Linked DNA regions of Salmo salar: region 2 is linked to region 1. The links are chromatin contacts, called in public Hi-C maps. All regions are on one chromosome and are shown on one strand. Each heading gives the region's core, a stretch centred on a gene start, on an enhancer-like site or on the middle of the called end of the contact. The rest is flanking DNA. Distances are from core to core; before and after follow the strand shown.

Region 1 (6,009 bases), core at 2,629-5,128:
AAGGGGTCTGAATCCTTTCCCGAATGCACTGCTAATCTTTTGCCCTGCCCATTCAATTGCACACACACAATCCATTTCTACATTGTCTCATTACTTTAAAATCCTTCTTTAACCCATCTCCTCCCCTTCATCTACACTGATAAAAGCAGATTTAACAAGTGACATCAATAAGGGATTATAGCTTTCATCTGGATTCACCTGGCCAGTCTCATGTTTTGTTAACTTAGTATACACATCACATAAAGTTGTCTAGATAAAAACACCATACACAGAAGAATATAGAGCATACATACAAAACCACACTCACATTACATCAGTCTAGATTTGTGTAAAGCTTTTTTGATGGTGGACATGCTAGCTAGCTGTTGTGTGAATAAGTCCAGCTTGTTCTAGAGCAATGGTCCAAAGAACTGCAGACTGCCTTGGAAGGCCATGTTTTCTGATGGTTGTGCCAGCAGGTGCAGGTCCCATTGGTCATAAGCTTTGGCTGCTGCTCTGGTGCACCCCCGGAGGATGGGTGAAGACTCCCACCTGAACTGGTCTGACATGTATTCAGGCAGTTTGTGCTGTGTCGCCTTGAAAACCATCACTAGGGTGTTACAATGGATCCTGTCCGTTGGTAGTTTGATTCCAGATTTTTGCAGAAAAACCTGTCTTTATGTGTTCCCTCCGTGAATTCCCAGTCATGATATGAGCAGCCCTGTTGATGATACCCTGTAGCTGGTTAAGACCCCTCTTATTGCACTGATGTAGGGTGGGAAGCCATACCGTGGCACAGTTGTCCAGGTGAGTTATCATGGTGGTAGTAGATTGTCAGGAGGATGCCCTTGGAGACGAAGTCCCTTTACCTTTTTAGAGCGCCAAGCCCAGAAAGCCATTTCCCTGTGACCATGCCAGCATGTTCATTCCAGTGTAGGTGTGGGTCCAACTTCTTCCCCAGGTACTTTAAGCAGTTTACTTGCTTGTAAGTTTTTTGTCTGTCTGTTATTGTGATAGATTTGGCTGTGTCTCAGCTTTTGTGGGATGCCAAACAGCATTTCCTTGGTCTTATGAGGGTGTAGGGAGAGCTTGTTATCAGCGAACTAAGACGCTTCCCTGTTGATGTCGTTTAACACTGCATCCTCACACTTCCTGGTGTATTTGCTGAGTAGTATAGGATTGTCTCATCTGCAATTATGTATGCAGCATTTCTCCAGCACTGATGAAAAGTCATTTATGTAAATGCAGAACAGCAGGGATCCAAGCACATTCCCTTGTGGGACTCCATTCACCACACTGGGCTAATTGTACCTGGGCTAATTGTACCTGGGCTAATTGTGTGCTCTGCAGTTTGTACTGACTCCTCCCCATAAGTATGATGTGAATCACTTGATTGCAGTGCTGTCAAAGCCTAGTTTCGCAGGCTTCCTCTGGAGTGTGGGGTGGTGTAGTGTCAAAAGCTTTCTCCAGATCCAAGAAGAGTGCTGCTGTGACCTGGCTGTTACAAGCCGACTTGATGTCCTCCACAACCTTTTGCACTGCTGTAGATGTGCATCTTCCTAAAGCAACGTTGATAGGCTGTAAATAGTCCGTTGAGTGAGAAATAGTTGGCCACCTGTGTCTGCACCAGCCTTTACAACACTTTGGAGACAGCACAAAGAATTGATACTGGACGGTAGTTGGCCACATCCGATCTATCCCGACTTGGTGTTATATAAGCCGTTTTCTATGGACATGGGATTTCCCCAGTTGAGATTAACAGGTTGATGATATGAGTCAGGTGACTCGCTATCACTGTGGCAGAGTCCTTTAGAAGCCTGTAATGTTGTTAATGTTATTAAGCATGGATGAAGTGGTGATTAATGTCTAAAATGTAACTGTTCTTGTGGATTTTCTAATAGACCTTTCACAACTTGAAGAAATGCCTTTGCATTGATTTTGTTATGTTTAAGTCACTCAATTAGCATAAGAACACACCATAAGCTATGGCAAAATGTGTAGAATTGCAGGAAATTTGCTTTCAAACAGCAACATTTTGTCCCTGCGGCCAAGAGGGCGTCCTCTAAAACTTTTGGTCGGAGGCTGCACCATCGAAGATGATATGACTCACAGACTAGCACTCTGTAGACAATACTTCCATTATGACTGGACATTAGATCAAAATCATAATGTTTTAATCATAAAAAGCCACTAGATCCTAACTTTAAATGGCCGGATCAAATGAATTAAGACTCAAAGTTGATATTCACAAAGTTCATACAAATCAAGCAAGGCACGTTTGTTAGTTGATCCAATTTGGCAGAACACTTCCACTGGCTGGGATCAAAGGTGTTCACAGGGACAAGAGGTTTCTGAAGTGAGAAAAATGCTCTTGATCCATTTCTGTTTTTTTTTTAATTAGATACGCAGTGACTTGACATAGGCTTACTGAATGTCATTCATACAATCATGATACATGCATATCCCCAAATAAAATAGGAATAACGATAAACGCATACTGGATCAAATTCATTACACTGTAACGTTACTACAGTTGCTAACGTTGCTACCAGCAAATATGTCTGTGGCGTCACTACCGTGTCAATATGGGTATACCGGTGTGGCACCGGTTGCCATCTATTACCAGGTTTAACTACGGCCTAGCTAGCTAGCTAAGGTAGCTAGCTAAACAACGACAGTTAGCATCCCTTTTATGGATACCGGGGAGAAGGCCCAACTTAGTTAGCTAGGTTACTACTGTACCCAGCTAGTTTACATTCACTCATACGAGGTAGCAATAATATAGTTTTAGGATGATTAACTAGTTGCGTTTTGATGGCTACAAAATCTAGTCCACCCAAACCCTCTCACAAAATACTGCCTGACCCGAATAAAATAGTTCGCCAATATGTTAGCCGGATTAGCTAGTTATGAGTTTACAGTTGCTAATATGAAAGTGGCTGACTAGTTAGCTAGCTACCGGTAAACCGAACAAAGCCGGTGCAGTGGCCTTCTAGAGTTAGCTAACTAGCTACGCCAACTCGTGAAATTGTGTCTAGTTGGCCCGCTTTTCTGATCCCCACATGCACAACAGTTACAATGTATTGGCAAACAAAATTAATTATCTGCAGTTTAGCGATGTTGACTAGTTAGCCATTTTGGCAGATTATCAATAAACAACTATAGTAATTTGTAAGCTAACTAACTAGCAAGCTAACGTCTCCTCCCTATTCTTCAAAACATCCGTCATTGACCCGCACCCAACCGCTCACCAATACGTTACCTAAATGTTTCTCCCCCGAATACCTGACCAAGAGATGGCAGGGGTATTCTTGTCAATGAAGGATACTGAGGAGGCGGCAAGGTGCTCAGTTGAGGAGCGCCTGGGGCTCCCGACGGTAAAGACACCGAGGTCAGGGTAGCCCGCAGTTGGCTCGACGGAGACGGGCCAGTTCCAGGTCCACTTACTGCGACAGTGGCGGGTTTTGGGACTATTTTCGCCGGCAAACTCATTGCAAAAAAATAAACAAAGGAAAACAATACACTAATAAATACTGATACAAAATATATCTAGCTTTCATAAATATAGCAAGCGTAGAATATGATTGAAACAGGCCGCAAATCCTTTAGCCGACACTAGGGCTAGCTAGCTATTATAGCAACTCAGAATAGCTTTTTTTCATGGAAAGTCGCTGTTCGGGTCTGTGGTGCTATTCATGGGGACGGTGGGAGGTTTGCCTCCCTTGCCCGCCCGGGACCTCTGCAGATCCGTTTCAGTTCTTACGAACACTATCGCCGGCGTCTTTTCTCCTTCGATAATTTAACATTTGTTTTCAACGACTGATTTTTCTATAATCATTTTTCCACGGAGATGGGAGACTTCGTCAACATGGCGTTCCGGCCGCTTCCAGTCCGGTAGGACAGATGATTCGGCTATTCTCGTCCAATTACGGGTATGTACGTCTTAACTACAGCTATCGAAAATGACGCTTCATTTGTTGCATTCATGTGGCCAATTATCTATACTGACTGGCACATAGGCCTACATTCATGTATATTGAGTACTGCATTATTGTTGTTCTAAATAACTAGGCTTTATGATATTTTTTTAAAGAATGCATGTTATTTATTATTTTAACTGTAGTGGCTGTCTTGAAGTGTGTGTGTAAAATAAACTGTCTCCTGCTATATGTATGGGGTCATTCTCAAGAACCACTCACTCAATATATAAAATGTAATCAGGTTCAAGTACAGTCATCTGAACACATAATGATTGACCGATGGTGTATTTACTGGCAGAAGTGAAGTTTGTATTAGATCGTACTGTACTCGGTACTGTATTGTTTGTGTGCAGCGACATCTAGCGTTGATAACCACTATTAATTTACTTTTATTGTTTGGGAATACAACGGAGGTTCATCATTACGTTAAAGGTGTCGTCATGATGCCTCAGATGGGCCATCGAAATAGATGGGTCATACAAAAGAATGGTGACAACATTTCTATGAGATAAGAACAGTTAGTAACGTCACAGAGAAGTCATGTCATATATGACCAGATACAAAACGGTAAAATAAAAATGTTACGTGACTTGCTCAATGGTTAATATACTGAACAAAAATATAAACGCAACATGCAACAATTTAAAAGATTTTACGGAGTAACAGTTCATAGCAGGAAATCAGTCAAGTGAAATAAATAAATTAAGCCGTAATTTATGGATTTGACATGACTGGGCAGGGGCACCGCCATGGGTGGGCCAGGGAGGGCAAAGGCTCATCCACTTAGGAACCAGGCCCACCCAACCAATCAGAATGAGTTTTTCCCCACAAAAGGGCTTTATTACAGACATAAATACCCCACTCCCCTCAGACAATCCCACAGGTGAAGAAGCTGGATGTGGAGGTCCTGGGCTGGCATGGTTACACGTGATCTGCGGTTGTTGGATGGACTGCCAAATTCTCTAAAATGACATTGGAGGCAGCTTATGATAGAGAAATGAACATCCAATTCTCTGGCAACAGCTCTGTTGGACATTCCTGCAGTCAGCATGCTCCCTCAAAACTTGGCATCTGTGGCATCTGTGTGGCCACATTTTAGAGTGGCCTTTCATTGTCCCCAGCACAAGGTGCACCTGTGTAATGATCATGCCGTTTAATCACCGTCTTGATATGCCTCAAAGTCAGGTGGATGGATTATCTTGGCAAAGGAGAATTGCTAACTAACAGGGATGTAAACAAATTTATGCACAACATTTGAGGGAAAAGCTTTTTGTGCATATGGAATATTTCTGGGATCTTTTAATTCAGCTTGTAAAAAAAAAAAATGGGACCAACACTTTACATGCTGCATTTATATTTTTGTTCAGTACTTGCCCAGTTAAATAATGGTTAAACAGTACATCCTTGAGTTTCAGAATTCTCTGATTTAATATTTGTTTAAATATGTCTCTTATATCAGGCATTTAGCGATTATGTGAGGGTCACTTCCTTACAACACCACTACTGCATAAACTGGAGACATTAACCCAAATCAGTGTTAGGTTTTGTTGATGCAGAAACAAGCTAGGCCTACACATAGGGCTTATTGACCGGCTCAATCATGTGCAATAATAAAATATGGCTTTTACAATCCACTTGTTATGACAGTAACTTGTATTATACTGTAGATGTGATTGACCGTTTCCTCTGGATTATATCTCAATCCAAATCCAGGAATTGCAACTCGTCATTTTCTTTTGCAGTCTAGAAATATACAATAACTGAAGACAACACAAAGGTGGATTGATATAACTGACAAACAAATAAATATCACTATAACGCATATGACAACTTCATAAAATCTTATTGAGAGAAGTTCCCATTAGTTTTCCCCTTTTTATAACCGTTCCTTTGGTTTCCAGTGTTAAAATTGTCCCTCCATTAAGTGAACACGAAGGCACATTTTCAGAGTTCCATTGGGGAAAGAGAGGCCGATTTCTATAACAAATTTTCTTTATGAAGATAGTTGGGTCTGGCTCAACTTCCAGCTTCAGTCCTCATAAGGACACTG
Region 2 (6,009 bases), core at 1,027-3,526, 43 kb before region 1:
TCTTGACAACTCCTTGGTCACAACATTTCTTTCCTGTGTGGAGCGACTGCTGAAGAAACGTATAATATCTTGTAGTTGAGTACGGTGTGTGTTTTTGACTGTGTGGTTGTGTCTGATGAAAGGTTGGGCTCATCCTACCTGTGTTGTAATGACCTCAGGGTCGTCTGATGGCCCCGCCCTCTTCATGCCAGGTTTCCAGGCGTTCTCGGCCTTCTTCAGCTGCACCTCGTCGTTCGCCGACACGTTCAGGATAATCTTCCTGGGTGGGGGCCGCCGGGCACCCCCCCCCATGTTCATCATCTGCTGGAGGACAGAGAGGAGACAGCACAACTCGTCACTTCTGCAGTTCACCACCAACAAAACACAATATCGCCAAGACGCCAAGGTTGTGCGTTGATGTTCAATTTACGACTTTCCTTGAATGAGCACGACTTTGGGAAATGACTCATATCTAGCAAACCAACAAGAGGTGCAAATAATTCCCCATGATTCATTTATCTCACTATGATACCAGCCCAGCGATGTTGTTTGTTACCATACCAGAAGACTCTGGGGAAAATTAAACGCACAAGTTAATATTCTGTGAGTGCGTGTGAGAGAGAAAGATGAGAAACACAAAGACAAGAGACATTATTTGAGAGAAAGAGGGGTGTTGTGTTGGTGTCAGGTGGAGGAGTAGTAATTACGTGAGCGTGTGCGTGACTCACTGCAGCGCCGCTGCGTCCTCCACTCATCTGCCTGCCAAAGTCAGCGAAGGCAGGTGTGAAGTCAGGGCCACGAGAGATCACCCTGGATTCCACAGCCCGGGTTGGCAGCTTGTTTTGGTTAATCTGCAGACACAGGGAGCGAGATGGTGAGCTGACAGACCAGCAGGGGGAGCAGTGATTCTCTAACACTGTGGCCCTAGCCATAGAGGAAAAGCAGTGGCTGTATAATCCAAATCAAATAATGTTTCACTGTCACATACCTCAGATAGGTGCAATAATGAATGATAATATAATGATCAATATGGTGAAAGCACATCAGAGGGAAAGGTAGGGTTACTACCATATTGCATATACCCATCAACTCTTTCAGATCTACATGAAGTGCCTGAGGTAGGGGGCTGGGAGTTGTTTCTGGCCTACCACTAGGGAGAAAGAGACTGGCCAGACTCCCCTCCCTTAGGTCTATCCCACTGGTTTTTACTGAGCGGTGGTGAATTCTCAATAACAGTCCTAGATCACCACCAACTTCGTATGTTGTTTTGTGTTTCAGCTATGCTTTCGACAAATTATGTTTAAACACATTTTGTGACTGGCACAGTGAGTGAAGTCAGAACCAGATGTGGAAGGAGGACTGAGGGGAACATTGTGGGGGAAGGGAAGGGGAAGAACAACTACAGCTCTCTCAGCTGTCCTTGACTTCCCTTAGTACTCTCCTCCAGCGAACATTTTCTCAGGGAGAAAAATATGACTCCAGGGACTGTACATCAATCATTGCCAGTCTTAATGCTCCTTTTCTGGGGCTGAATTATCAACACTGCCAAGTGTGACATAATGGCAATGTGATTTTAATCAAAACAGGATGTCTATGGGCTAGCCATTATAGGCTCCAACAGTATGTAGCCTATGTTGAGACGAGGGAGATTCATTTACCAGAAGCCTATCATTTCATAAATGACTATTAGACAATAGCTGAAAAAACCTATACATCTGGTCTTGTGCTTACTAAAGGGATCACATACGGCTACTCATACTATTTGTTCTATATAAATAAATAATCCCTGTACTTGAAAGAAAAGCCCTTTTCAAAAGCAACTTACTTTGCTAACATCTTACACTATGAATTTATAATCCTGAATATTTACTGAACCACTGTGAGGTTTAGGGGCTTGCTCACAACACATTCTGTCCACTAGGCTGAAGCTCTGCTCAGACCACTCACACACACACACCTTGTCCAGAACTACGTCACTGATCTGAGGTAGCCCGTCTGGCTTCTGTGTACAGGCAGCCATGAACTGGAAGCCCAGCAGGAAGTCCCGGTTGTACTGGCGCTTCCCGTTGGTCTCCGGCAGATCTGAGGAAACAACGAGAGGAAGAAAACAGCCCTGCTCATCTCATACTGTGCAAAGGTTGTATGAGTTGATTGTGAAAAAGTGAAAAACACGAATGAAACTGAGGCTAATAACTGCCCTCCTACCTTCCTGGAAGAGGTCTGGGGGTGCTTCTGTAGAGGCCTCCTTGTCACCAGGGGTGGCGCCACTGTCACTGCTCTCTGTCTCCGAGGTATGCCCAGCCCCGTTCCTCATGGGCTCCAGCTCAGCCTCCCCATTTTCCTCTGGGGCAGGGGGCTTTTCCTCTGCCTCCATGGCTGGAGGCGCTGCTGAGGGTGGGGGCGGGCTGCTGCTACTATGGGGCCTGGCGGGCTGCAGGGCCTGGTCTCCAGCAGCCTCCTCCACAGGCTTGAGCTCGTCCTGGGGGAGGCAAGGGAGGGAGAGGGGGTGAGATCGAGGGACATAGTGGACTTCACACAGGGGGTTTGGAACACTGATCATGATGGATAACTCCTTGCCGAGTCTTAGCTCTTCATTATAATCAGAGGGATAATATCAACACTATGCAATGCTGTCTCTCTTGGCTAAGAGTTGAGGAACGACTGACTGCATCGCTTCTGGTTTTTGTAAAGAAACAGTGTTGGAAATTCCAAATTGTTTCCATAGTCAACTTACACACACACACACACACACACACACACACACACACACACACACACACACACACACACACACACACCCCCCCCCAACAGGGGTCTTTTCATAGTCCCCAGATCTGAAACAAATTAAAGGAAATGTACAGTATTATACAGAGCCATGATTGAATGGAACCGCCATCTCATATAGCACAAGTGAACATGAAACCTGGTTAAAAAACAACAAATAAAGCAACACCTCACAGAACAACGCCTCTCCCCCATGTGGCCTACTTTTTGTGTGCATGTATTAACATGTATGTGTAACTGATCGACGTACACCAGACTGTGTGTGGAGCGGAGCTGGAACGTGCCCAATTTGACTGGAGCGCGGAGCGAGTATCCCAAAGGCTGAAGTGTCACAGCCTTCTCACCTGCTCCAATTTCGCTACAGTAGCACTTACTTCACGAGCTCAGGACATGCTCGGCCCAGCATGCATTTGTAGTCTACTTGTGTGCTGCTATAGCCCCTTGCTATAGCTACTGTCATGGAGTTCGCTAAATATTTTCATAAAGAAACTGATAAGACGCACGTGCAAAATCAAGGTGACTTACAAAGATGAAGATTGTAGCAAAATATTAAAAACCAAAAAATCTGATCTCTTAAAAGTTTTGTTAATGCTCGTTCTATTATCTACACAATAGGCTTTCATTGATTTTGGCCCAATATGCCTGACATATTACCTCTTTCAATGAGAGGTTGGAAAGAGATGGGGAGTGTCAGAACATTGTGCAAGCGCTGCTCCGTGAGCGACGAGCGGGATATCTAACCACTCACACACCATACTCATGTTTTTAAATGTATGTAAATCGTCTTTTGTCTGTAATGTGTCTTTTGATGCATGTAAGACTAGCTGTCGTCATTGGAGGCTGTTAATGGGGATTCTAATAAAAATCAACAAAATCAGACGAGAACATTCAAATCATTAATAAAATATGTTATTTATAGGGTTGCACATTTTGGGGAATATTCAGAGGTGGAAACTTTTTGTGGGAATTAACGGGAATATATGCAAATTAATATTAATACCATTTAAATGTAGATGTTTTTTTTGCATTGGATATATTTACCATATCAAATGGAGACAGAAGCAAACCTTTTACCTTATAAGTAGACATCATTGCTAATGATTAAATCCTTCCAATAGAAATAAAAAAAGCTGTTTAGTCACGAATTGAACTTTAATTAAATGAGTTGACTCTCCGCATGGGATGATTTCACTGAACAACAAAAGGGAATATTGAATGATCCCCAATGATCCATTGCATCTCCCAAAAACATTTAACATACATCTGTAATACGATAGTCTAGAAACTAAAGCTTTGGTTGTCTTCCTCTCAGGCTTCCATGTCTTCTCCCTGGACCTCAATGTCCACCTCTTGAACATCAGACTCTGAGGCCTCATCTTCACTGTCACTTTCCAACCTTGTTGAGGATGGCTCGTTGTTAGGCTCAAAAAGCCTCAAATTTTCCCGGATGGCCACCAATTTTTCAACCCTTGTATTGGTCAGCCTGTTCCGTGCTTTGGTCTGTGTGTTCCCAAACAAGGACCAGGTGCATACTGAGGCAGCTGATGTTGGTGGAATTTGGAGGAAGATGGAGGCAACAGGGGAAAAAGCCTCAGATCCACAAAGTCCCTTCCACCAGGTGGTTGATGCGATATGTTGGCACGACTGCCATATTGCATCTCCATCCAAAAGTCCTTGCTTGGAAGTGTACTTCGCCAGACTGCCAAGAACCTTGCCCTCATCCAGGCCAAGATGGTGAGACATTGTAGTGATGACACTATAGACCTTGCTGATCTCTGCACCAGACAGGATGCCCTTGCCAGCATACTTGGGGTCCAACATGTACGCTGCAGCGTGTATGGGTTTCAGGCAGAATTCTTCACGCTTTTTGATGTATTTCAGAACTGCAGTTTCCTCTGCTTGGAGCAAAGGTGATCACCTTGATGGGGCTGTTCATATCGGCAGACTGATATGGCCATTTCTTCGAGACTCCTTCCACCCAAACGGGTGGTGCTCTTATTCTTCTCACTTTGCTTGGTGAGGTAGATTGCTGCTATAACTTGATGACCCTTCACATACCAAACCATTTCCATGGCTCTTTTGTAGAGTGTGTCCATTGTTTTCAGTGCCATGATGTCCTTGAGGAGCAGATTCAATGCATGAGCAGCACAGCCAATGGGTGTGATGTGAGGGTAGGACTCCTCCACTTTAGCATTGTCTGTCACCAGTGCAAATACCTTCTGTGGTCCAAGGTCATTGATGACTGCCTTCAGCTCATCTGCAATGTAGAGACCGGTGTGTCTGTTGTCCCTTGTGTCTGTGCTCTTGTAGAATACTGATGGAGGTGAAGATGTAGTTAATTATTCCTTGTCCATGAACATTCGACCACCCATCAGAGATGATTGCAATACAGTCTGCTTTCTCTATGATTTGCTTGACCTTCACTTGAACTCTGTTGAACTCTACATCCAGTAAATTAGTAGATAAAGCATGTCTGGTTGGAGGGGTGTATGCTGGGTGAAGAACATTCAGAAATCTCTTCCAATACACATTGCCTGTGAGCATCAGAGTTGAACCAGTTGCATACACAGCTCGAGCAAGACATTAATCAGCATTTCTCTGACTGCGTTCCTTCATTGAGTCAAAAAACTTCTGATTCCAGGAGGACCATGAGCTGTTGCTATCGATAAGGTGTCTGATTCCTCATTTTCACCTCGAATAGAATTAGAGGGGCTTTTGTCAGAGGTTGCTTGTTGTGAGCGCTGAGGGAACTTTATGCACTTGGCCAGATGATTCTGCATCTTTGTTGCATTCTTCACATATGATTTGGCACAGTATTTGCAAATGTACACAGCTTTTCCTTCTACATTAGCTGCAGTAATTCAAATTTCTCACACATACAAGTATTATACACCATTTTAAAGATACACTTCTCGTTAATCCAACCACAGTGTCCGATTTCAAAAAGGCTTTACGGCAAAAGCATAGCATTAGATTATGTTAGGACAGCACCTAGACAAGAAAAACCCCACAGCCATTTTCCAAGCAAGGAGAGGCGTCACAAAAACCATAAATACAGCTAAAATTAATCACTAACCTTTGATGGTCTTCATCAGATGGCACTCATAGGACTTCATGTTACACAATACATGTATGTTTTGCTCGATAAAGTTCATATTTATATCCAAAAACCCCATTTTACATTGGCGTGTAATGTTCAGAAATGTTTTGCCTCCAAAACCTCCGGTGATGAGCACATCAATTTAC

The links. Hi-C and Micro-C count contacts between places; a contact is called where the count stands out from the background.
Region 2: a Hi-C map of muscle shows a contact between it and region 1, with 10 times the contacts expected there. The contact joins the enhancer-like site here to the promoter of LOC106565887 in region 1. A contact is called at or near these places in 3 of 3 Hi-C or Micro-C datasets (blood, gill and muscle).

What each region holds. Positions count from the first base shown.
Region 1 is chrssa12:72,398,646-72,404,654 of Ssal_v3.1, reverse strand. LOC106565887 (eukaryotic translation initiation factor 4 gamma 3) reads right to left here and starts at 3,878. Exons shown (of 36, transcript XM_045691732.1): 1 at 3,308-3,878. The coding sequence starts at 3,471. It overlaps LOC106565889 (endothelin-converting enzyme 1), which reads right to left. Exons shown (of 18, transcript XM_045691741.1): 18 at 4,333-6,009. LOC123725558 (a long non-coding RNA gene) reads left to right here and starts at 3,687. Exons shown (of 3, transcript XR_006758074.1): 1 at 3,687-3,911.
Region 2 is chrssa12:72,440,053-72,446,061 of Ssal_v3.1, reverse strand. LOC106565887 (eukaryotic translation initiation factor 4 gamma 3) reads right to left here. Exons shown (of 36, transcript XM_045691732.1): 15 at 2,185-2,458; 16 at 1,937-2,061; 17 at 687-830; 18 at 139-303. Among protein-coding and RNA genes, the nearest start is that of LOC106565886, 19 kb to the left of the region's middle. Within about 2 kb of position 2,276, at least 1 of the 13 cell types and tissues checked has an H3K27ac peak or open chromatin away from gene starts, as enhancers often do. A contact at or near this core is called in muscle, where this site is marked.